Linked DNA regions of Hordeum vulgare: region 1 is linked to region 2. Evidence: chromatin contacts called from public Hi-C data. All regions are on one chromosome and are shown on one strand. Each heading gives the region's core, a stretch centred on a gene start, on an enhancer-like site or on the middle of the called end of the contact. The rest is flanking DNA. Distances are from core to core; before and after follow the strand shown. Region 1 has its middle 57 kb from the start of LOC123409271. Region 2 has its middle 28 kb from the start of LOC123407689.

Region 1 (4,717 bases), core at 335-2,834, 430 kb after region 2:
TAATTCATTCTCAAGGTGTTCTTCAAGATTCTTGTTGGAGAACCTCAAGTGTTCTTTCTCTTGCATTTCAAAGTGCAGTTCTTCCTCCTTTATTCCTTGAGGTAGTGTTATATCATTTTGATTCTTGAGAATTCTCGAAGAGAATTTGTTTCAAGAATGGGATATTTAAACCCACCAATTTCTTCAGTCATGAGATATTTTTAACCCATCTTTTCTTCGATTGAGCTACCTTGGTTTAGATTTCACCTAAAGCTTTTCCTAAGGAATGTTGCTATCATGGTGCTTGTCATTAATCCAAGTTCTCAATGTATCCTCTTGGTGAAAGAAGTTTGCCTCTCTTGTTGCTATCAAGCAATCAATTGCTTATGTTAGTGGCTGGTTGTCACCTCATAATTTTGAAATAGTTTCCATAAGACTACAACAAGTATGTTCTTTTCGTTGTTGATTTTCGAACAACTCCGTTCAATTCTTCTTCATAAGGGTGTTTCAATTCAATTGTGGTGCAAGTTATCATTTTCGTCTCTATTCTTTTCTTTCCAATGATCTAGTTTCTATTCCTTGTACGTGAGGCATGGTGATGTTGCTCTCTTTCATTCATAATCTAGTTTTGTCAAGATCTTGTTATTCCCTTGCTTGTTCAACTAACGAGAGTGTTGTGTCCTTTCATCTTATTCTCTTCATCTCATCAAATTTTGCCTCTATTTCCTACTGAAGTGGTGTCGAAATTTCTTTTGAATTATTGGTTGTTCCCCATGTCATTCTTCATCTCTTTGCAACCCCCAAGATTCATTGGTTTCACTCATTTGTCAAAGAAGCAACAAAGTTTTACCTCTTCTTTCCTCTTCCTCTTCCCCCTTTCATTCTTAGATTTTGGGTCAAGATCTCTTGTTAGTATAAGGAGAGTTGTAATAGCCAGGAACCGACGCTTCAGAAGATTCCTCTTTTATTCCATTGTCATCGTGTGATTTGTTTGGTTGTTGCATTCAGCATTGCATCATTCACATTATCCGCATTGCATCGGCACTATGTTGCCGTCAGTTTCAAACATGCATCCGTTGTTAGTTGCCGGTTCCCTTCATTTTTGTCGTTGACCGTTTCGAGACCAACCATACACGCACGCGCCCACGAAATCGTTAAAATTATTGTTTTTAAAAGTGTGTATAAAAATTTCTCGGATTGGGTTGAAACTTGGCGTGCGGTCTTACTTTAGTGTAGTTAGGCCGCATGCCAAATTTCATCGCGATCGAAGGTAGTTTGATACCTGAACCGTTAAACCTATAGCGGCACTATAGCCGGTCAAACCGCAGACATTTTCGGTGTTCTAAATTGTTGTCGGGCTACTTATTTCCCTCTCATCGCAGCCCAACACCTCCACACAGGCCACGTAAACCCACCTGGCCTACCCCTCCATTTCGGACCGCCCAATCGAGATTAGACGGTCTGAAAATGGACAAAAACCCTAGCCCTAGCACCCCCTACTATATAAGGATGCCCCCATTCCAAAAATGGACCTCCACCTTCCTCATCCTCAAATCGTCGACCCTGCAGCGCCCCAGCCAGTGCGGCCCTGTAGAGCCCATCACAGGCCCGCCCGGGGCCCGAACCACCGCCTTCGCCCAGGAGCCTCCCGTGCCTGGATCTCGAGTGCTGCCCGAGCCAGGGCCTCGCCCAACCTCGTCGCCGCCTCAACCTCACCTCGCTGGACTTTGCCCAGGCCGGTCACCCCACGCACAACTTCTCTCCTCCCCCCGTTCTATCTCTCTGTCTTATCCTCTACCCCGCTCTCCTCCAAATGGACAGGGAGAAGACCAACCATGGCCGCCGCCCGATCTGCTCCACGCTTGCTCGGATCTGTCAGCCGCCGCCGGCAATGGATCCCTCGTGCCTGGATCCGTTCAGATCCGGTCGGACCCCCATGAAATCGCGCATCCACGCCTTCCCCACGTCACCGGAATCCCCCAGCGTCGCTATGGCCTCTGCTCTCTTGTGGGAGCATGAGCGAGGAGACGCACAGCGCTAACCGCTCGCTCGCCCTCGGCCACAACGATGCGAGGCCCGCCTCTAGCAGCATCGTAGGCCGCGCCAAGGCCCGGCCGCCTACCATGACCTCCTCTCCATCAACCCCATCATGGCCCAGCCTCCGCTTCCGGCTCGATGGCCTGGAGAGCGCCATCTGCTTACCCTACGCCCGTGCGGTGTTCTGCTAACTTGCGCTCGCTACTTTATTTAGGCTAGTGGACAAATTCGGCCCATAAACATTTTCCCTGCGGTGAAAATTTAACATTTAATCTTGGACATTTAATAAATTACAGAAAAATGCACATTTTAAAATGATAATAATTCTTCAACCACGCATCGGATATAAATGATTTGAATATGTAAAATATTTAGAACTTCATGTAGATTAATAATTTCCAACTTTCGTGCATGTTAAGAATAATTAAATGTTCTGTTTGCATCGATTTGCGTGATGACATATTAAAATGATTTAGTCCATAGCCAATTAAGTGTGCTTCAAATTTAAAAACTTCATACATGAAACCTGCTTCGAATTATGTTTAGTTTTGCAATATCCAAGTCTCACATGTGTTTAAAATGTTTAACTTTCTATTTCATCTAATTTGCATTATTTTCCATGTTAGAAACAGTTTGTCTCATAACTAATTAACCGTAGCTCCGATTAAAAATGTTTCACATATGTAACTTGGCTAGAAAAATGCGTATAATAACATGGTGACGTTTATCTTCCTATTTAACAACTCTAAAATTGTGTTTAGAAAGATCTATAGCAAATTCAAAATTACATATGGAGACTTTTCAGAATTCTATTCGTTGTTCCGGCCTCATTTAAACTTGCTTAGTATTTCATGTAGTCTCATATTATCTTGTTGCATCCATCATTAATATGTTGTGATTGCCATTTGCATGCATTTTATATTCGTAGCATATCATCTTGTGTTGCTCAAATATTTTAAATTATAGCTCCATTTTAGATGATATATATATGTAAATCGATTAGAATGACGTGTAGAATCATATGGTCTACTTCATTTTAATGTTTAACAAATAAAAAATGTGTTTAGTTCAGATCTGGACATATTTCGAAATTAACATGTGGGGTCGTTTCGAAAATGCTATAGGTTGTTTCTGACCTCATTTAAAATGCCTAGCTAGTGTAGTTTATTTATGCTTCACCTCTAGCCATGTTTAACAACATTTAATATTTTTGAGTACCTAAACGGTAGTGAACTGAGTAACTAAAATGTGGAGTTTCATCAATATGCAACGAGTTGCATATTGAGATTCATTTAATGTCTAGTAATAAATTGTTATGTTTTGTTGCGTCGTGCATAATTAAATGGACATGGATCATATTTGATTGTTCATCTTTACATGAATATGTGTGGTGTTATCGGGTGTTGGTTGTTGTTCCGGATTGTTTCTTCTCGATAGAGTTCCGCAAGCGTGTCAGATTGTGATGATTCGTTCGCCTACATTGGTTCGTCTGCTTCACAGATTCGTTTGACTACGTTGGTTTGTCTCCTTCACGGATTTGTTCTTCTTCCAAGCAAGATCACATGCAAGACAATCATTTCTCTAGATACCATTACTATCATTGTCATGCTAGTTGTCTCGTTTCTTTCGCTATGTCTCACTGCGTACCACTTAAATGTCAGCCTCCCAACATTGCCATGAAAAACTTCCAATCCTTCCACAACCCAGCAAACCACTATTTGATTATGTTACCGATTGCTCATCCTTTTGATAGCGTTGCTAGTTGCAGGTGCATTTGCTTCCATGTGAAAACATGGGTTTCTTGTTATATCACCATATTATTACTATTTCATTTAATGCACCTGTATACTTGGTAAAAGTCAAAAGGCTTGGTCTTCTGGCTGGGTGTTTTCCTTCGCTTTTGCCACCTTAGTTTTGGCTACCGGTGTTATTTTCCATAAATGAGCGCTCCTAACATGCTTGGGGTTGTTATGGGGACCCCCTTGATTTTTCTTTTGGGATCAAACTCTTCCGGCAAGGCTCAACATTGGTACTATATTTTCCCAACATAATAATATTGAACACCGTTAGTAACGCATAGGGAGTTAGCGCACCTGTGGATAAATCAACATAATATAGGGAGGGCGAGTGCTGATGGTGCTGGTCCTAAATAGAGCCCTGTGCGGGGCCAACCCGGGACAACTCGGGTGATGTCTATCAGGCCATTGTACGTTGTGCTTATCCATCGTGTCCTGAAAATGAGATACGCGGCTCCTATTGGGATCGTCGACACCTCGGACGACCTTGTTGGATTTTTTTTACCTTTCTTGAATGCCTTGTGTCAGGGATTCCGATGATACTTTGGTCTATCTCAAGGTTGAGGTTTTCCATTGGTAATATGAGGAGATCGCGGGTTTCCCACGGTCGAGGTTTCCGACGCAGCGTGTGGTAGTTTGTGATGGACTAGTTGGAGCACCCCTGTAGGGTTAAATCTTTCGAAAAATCATGCCCGTGTTTATGTGCAAACTTGGAAACTTGTTTAACATCCGGTTCTAGACAACTTGAAGTAAACTTAATTAAAATATGCCAACTACGTGCATACCCGTGACTGTCTCTTCTCGTGAGTTCCACATCCAGAAGAGGACACGATGGGGTTATGTTTGGCTCGTAAGTAGGTGTTCACGATCACTTCGTGGTCATTATTAGTTAACGTCTGTTATGC
Region 2 (4,887 bases), core at 2,285-4,784:
CGTCCTGCTAAAACTTGATCTGGCAAAGGCTTTTGACACTGTTTCCTGGCCCTATATCTTAAGCTGTATGCAGGCGATGGGATTTGGACAACGATGGTGTGCTTGGATATCTAGGATATTATCCTCCTCTTCTTCAATGGTCATGGTTAATGGTGTTCCCACTGCTAGGATATGGCACAAATGTGGAGTTCGACAAGGAGACCCAATATCACCTTTCTTATTTATCATTGCTATGGAGCCCCTTCACCGGATTTTCGACATGGCAACTACACATGGTCTCCTATCACCGTTTCGGGGACGGACAACCACAATGAGAACATCGCTGTACGCTGACGACCTGACACTCTTTGTCAACCCGGTTCACGAGGACATGATCTCGGTTGGATTGATCCTACAGACTTTCCAGGAGGTAACTGGCCTCCGTACAAACTTTGCGAAAAGTGTTGCGTTTCCAATTCGTTGTGATGGCCTTAACCTACAGCAAGTGTTGCTGCCACTGGGGATACCAATTGGAGTTTTTCCCTCAACCTACCTTGGGATGGCGCTTTCTATCAAGAAACTTCAAAAAATCCACTACCTCAACATCATGTCCAAATTTGACAATAGAATGGCCGGTTGGAAAGGCAAGCTAATGTCCAAGGGAGATAGGCTAATCCTGGCAAAATCGGTTCTTCAGTCCCTGCTTGTCTACATGCTCTCATCGCATAAACCTCTAAGATGGCTACTAAAATGGTTTGATCAGCGCACAAGAGCTTGGTTTTGGTGTGCCGAAGAAAAATGCAATGGAGGACAATGCCGAGTTAGATGGGATATCGTATGTCCCCCAAAACGACTTGGAGGTCTTGGACTTCATGACATGGAGAAGTTTGCTCGTGCACTGAGATTAAGATGGATATGGCTGCGATGGACCGATGCCAACATCCCGACTGTTGGCGCAGGAGGACCATGTGATGACAGAGACTTCGCCATTTTCGCTGGGGCCACTATTGTGACCGTAGGCGATGGGAAAACAGCTCTTTTCTGGAAGGATGCTTGGCTACAGGGGATGGCACCAAGAGAAATCGCACCTAATTTGTTTGCAGGCTCTACAAGGAAAGGCAGAACCGTCTATGATGCGCTCTTGAGAGATAATTGGATCAATGACCTCCAGCGCAACTGGCAGAATGATATGATTGATGAACTTATTAACCTATCCACTTTGCTGAATCAAACTCAGCTAAGCACGATGATCAGAGACTCAATCACTTGTAAGCTAACAACTGATGGTGCATACACTGCAAGATCTGCTTACCTTTTCCAATTTGAGGGTATGATCAACTACAATCTATACTCCTCGATCTGGCGGACTTGGGCGCCACCCAAATGCAAGATTTTTTTGTGGATGGCCATGCAAAGGAAGATCCTCACTGCAGACGTGTTACTTCTGAGAGGATGGGACAATAACTATTTCTGCCCTCTATGCATGTGATGCCTGGAGACGGCCACACATCTCTTCTCTGAGTGCTCTTGGTCGACAAAGATTTGGGTGCAAATGGCTGTCTACACAAACTGACCATCCTTACAGCCTGCTTCCTGGCCGGCTGACCGACCACTACACGACTGGTTTCAGGCTCTAAGCAGTGCTGATTTCGACGCACGAAGGAAGAAAGGGACACGGGCCCTTGCAATACTGATCTGTTGGGAGCTTTGGCTCGAGCGCAACCGTAGGGTTTTCCAAAAGAAAGAGCTCCCAATAAACACATTGCTCACACGCATTAAAGATGAAGCTGCAGCTTGAAAGCTTGCTGGCTGCCCAATTGTTTTTGATCCAGGCTGAAAACATTTTTTGGGGGCCACCCCCACCCCCTTGTTGCCTTGCAAAGCGGGCAATAGTAGTCTTCTTTTTCTTTCTTTTTTGATGTTATTTGCTTAACTATTGTACCTTGGTCGTCGGCCACTTCCTTCTTAATAGAATCGCAGCAGATCTCCTGCTGTCTTCCAAAAATAAACTATACAGTATGTTTTGTGATTTTGCCATGAGCTATGTCCTAGAATTTGTGATCACTTTTGTATGTTGTTTGATGCTTGCCATGTTCAAAATTTCAATTTTAATTTGAACTATGTCATTTGCAAAGGAAAATTTAGAAAGTTGTTGGATTTATTTATCTTTGAATTACCGTGGTGGCAAAGCAATTATGAAGTATAGTAATATTGTCGAGCATGTACTAGAAAAGAGAATAATGCACAAATGGGTGACATGCTTTCCTTGGGTGATCTCGCAATGTGCCCATCCAACGTGCGCGCACACACACATTATTTTTTGGGAGACTCTCTCACAAATGAGGGACTTGACATTACACAGAGGGTACGTACGTAGTCTGTCTAGTCAGAGCTTCCCTCGAAAAGGTGATCCAAGCGACGCGGTACACTAGTTGCCACTTGCTACCGTCGGAACTTGTCCTACTACAACTCCTGCAGCAACGAGGAGTTGTGAGCCACGATGTGCCGTGCAACTATTGTAGCTTGTGAGCCACCGACCACATCAATTGACGCACCGACCCAGCGCCATTCGAGGATGCTAGGCGTGATTGAAGACTTGGTTGGTACGCCTCAGAATCAGAGAAGTTAGCAAGTTGACTTGGAGTAGATGTACCCACGTTCGGCACGAGGAACGCAATACTCGACACTGGGTGCATCACAAATACCGAATACATCTACCTACATGACCTTTTTCACGAATACGCAATACTTGCATATCATTTCATTGATAAAAGAAGTAGAAAGAGTATATAGAGATACAACACATGACACAGACGTGGATAGACGTGAACATGGTGCCCGGAGCAGAGAGACAAGGGTAGCTCAGCCCGTAAAGAGGATACAACACAACAAAACCAACCAAACCCAAACCGAAAGCGGCGATGCCAAACCAACAGAAACTCCAACATCGAGCCAAAACCGAGGACACCGCGAGCGACAAGATAGTGCCGTGAGGAAGCAATACGACGTCGAGACATCGTCACTATCCGGTCCGGGGAACCCGGACCTAGGGTTTCCCCTGAAATCAAAGAGGGGCTTAGCTGAAGACCTTGGCAGCGCCTCCAAGAAGAAAACGACATCCGCGAGTGTCGTTGCTGCCAGCACCGGCAAGCCGAGCAGTGATCTCTCCCTAACCTGAAGCTGAGCGATCCCATAGCCACCGGATCCGGAACCGTAGATGAGGAGGCCAACGCTGGTCAGAACCACCAAGATAGAAAGGGGAGGCCAACCGTAGATAGGAAGGCCAACGCTGGTCCGAACCACCTACATGACCTTGGAAGCGCATTCGGCATCATCGGGCCGGTCAGGGGCATGTCCTGCGTTATTGGGCTTGGCATCCGTGCGCTTGTTGGTTTCTAAGCTCGGTGATAGCAATTTCTCCTAATGCCTCACATCACACTTCATCGACGATGGCGACTTCAACACAGATGCCATGAGCGATTACATTGTTGGTGGGTTGGCCAGCCTTAGCGGTGACAGAGACACACCCATCACAGCAGTAACCCGACGAAGGAGTAATATGTTCAAAGGTGTACGAGTGGATTTGGTGTGACATGTCAGTTATCCTCTAATATCCTAACTCATAGATGACAGATACAAAACATGTCATTTTCTATATGTCATTTTCTATACCACTACATGGACAAATCTTATCTTCAGATTGAGGCTGGACACCAGCTCAATTTATAGGACCCTGCAAATGAGGTATTCACGCTTTCATTATGCAAACGACCATGCATGCATATTACGTGCCTAAAGTTCGTTTAACATGAAGCAAGCACCTATCTCACATATTTACAATTAGGAATTAAATTTATATTGTACTTCCTCCGTTTCAAAATAAATGTCTTAACCTTAGTATAACTTTGTACTAAGGTTAGTATAAATTTAAGACACTTATTTTGGGACTGAGGAGGTATACAATATTTAGAAATCAAATATTTAATTTAATTATAACTAGCAAAAAGGACCGTACATTGCAATGAAAGATTTTTTTTCATAATGTTCAATCATTATGACCATATTTTGTTGCATCACCGAGATACACTATCACTTTTAATACTACAAATCATATTTTTTTAAATCATGGATATTTTTTTAAACTCGTGAACATATTTAAAATCACGAACATTTTTCAAATTCGTGAATACTTATACTAATTTTCGGACATTTTTCTAAAATCAAGAATATTTTATACTGTATGCAAACATTTTTTTCAAATTATGAAAAGTCTTTTACAACAATTTTCTTGAATCGGAGAACATTTCTAGAATCGACGAACATTTTTGGAAATCGGTGGAATAATTCTTATTATTCACGGACAGTTTTTTGATTTATCAAACTTTTTTTGATTTAACGAACATTTTTTTTATTTTTTTGTCGGTGGCCTCATTGGCGTGTTTGCTGGCGACGACAATCGAAGCAGTGCGTGGGGGCTTTGGCTTGATGGGGAGCTCGGGAGGAGCATGGGAGGCGGGGGATCCAGATCCCGTAGCACACCAGTTGTTTCGGTGGGAAAGATTGCAACAACTACTCAGTTGCAAAATTTAGTCTACGTAATACATTGTTTTCGAGCCATCTGATTTAAATCAGATCCGACGGCTATGAAAACAGCGGACGCACTCATCCTTATCAGTCGCATGTTTTGAGTCATTTCCCAAATCTTATGGAGTGGGGACTTCACATTCAAATATGCTGTGTAATTTTTTTTCTTGCAAAATCATGTGGAGTAGGAACTACCGAACATCGAGTAGGCGAATCACCTGGACCAGTAGCAATGAGTTCACCCATCTCCTAGAGGCTTAATCCTTCTTAACCGAAAAAAAAAGGTTTTGTCAAGTTAGAACGGCACACATGGTCTCACAAATG

The links. A called contact is a pair of places that touch in the nucleus more often than the background predicts.
Region 1: a contact with region 2 is called in a Hi-C map of leaf, with 4 times the contacts expected there. The contact joins two enhancer-like sites. A contact is called at or near these places in 2 of 6 Hi-C or Micro-C datasets (leaf and seedling).

The regions. Positions count from the first base shown.
Region 1 is chr7H:549,299,872-549,304,588 of MorexV3_pseudomolecules_assembly, forward strand. No RefSeq gene overlaps it. Among protein-coding and RNA genes, the nearest start is that of LOC123409271, 57 kb to the left of the region's middle. Within about 2 kb of position 1,585, at least 3 of the 3 cell types and tissues checked have open chromatin away from gene starts, as enhancers often do. A contact at or near this core is called in leaf, where this site is marked.
Region 2 is chr7H:548,869,282-548,874,168 of MorexV3_pseudomolecules_assembly, forward strand. No RefSeq gene overlaps it. Among protein-coding and RNA genes, the nearest start is that of LOC123407689, 28 kb to the left of the region's middle. Within about 2 kb of position 3,535, at least 1 of the 3 cell types and tissues checked has open chromatin away from gene starts, as enhancers often do. A contact at or near this core is called in leaf, where this site is marked.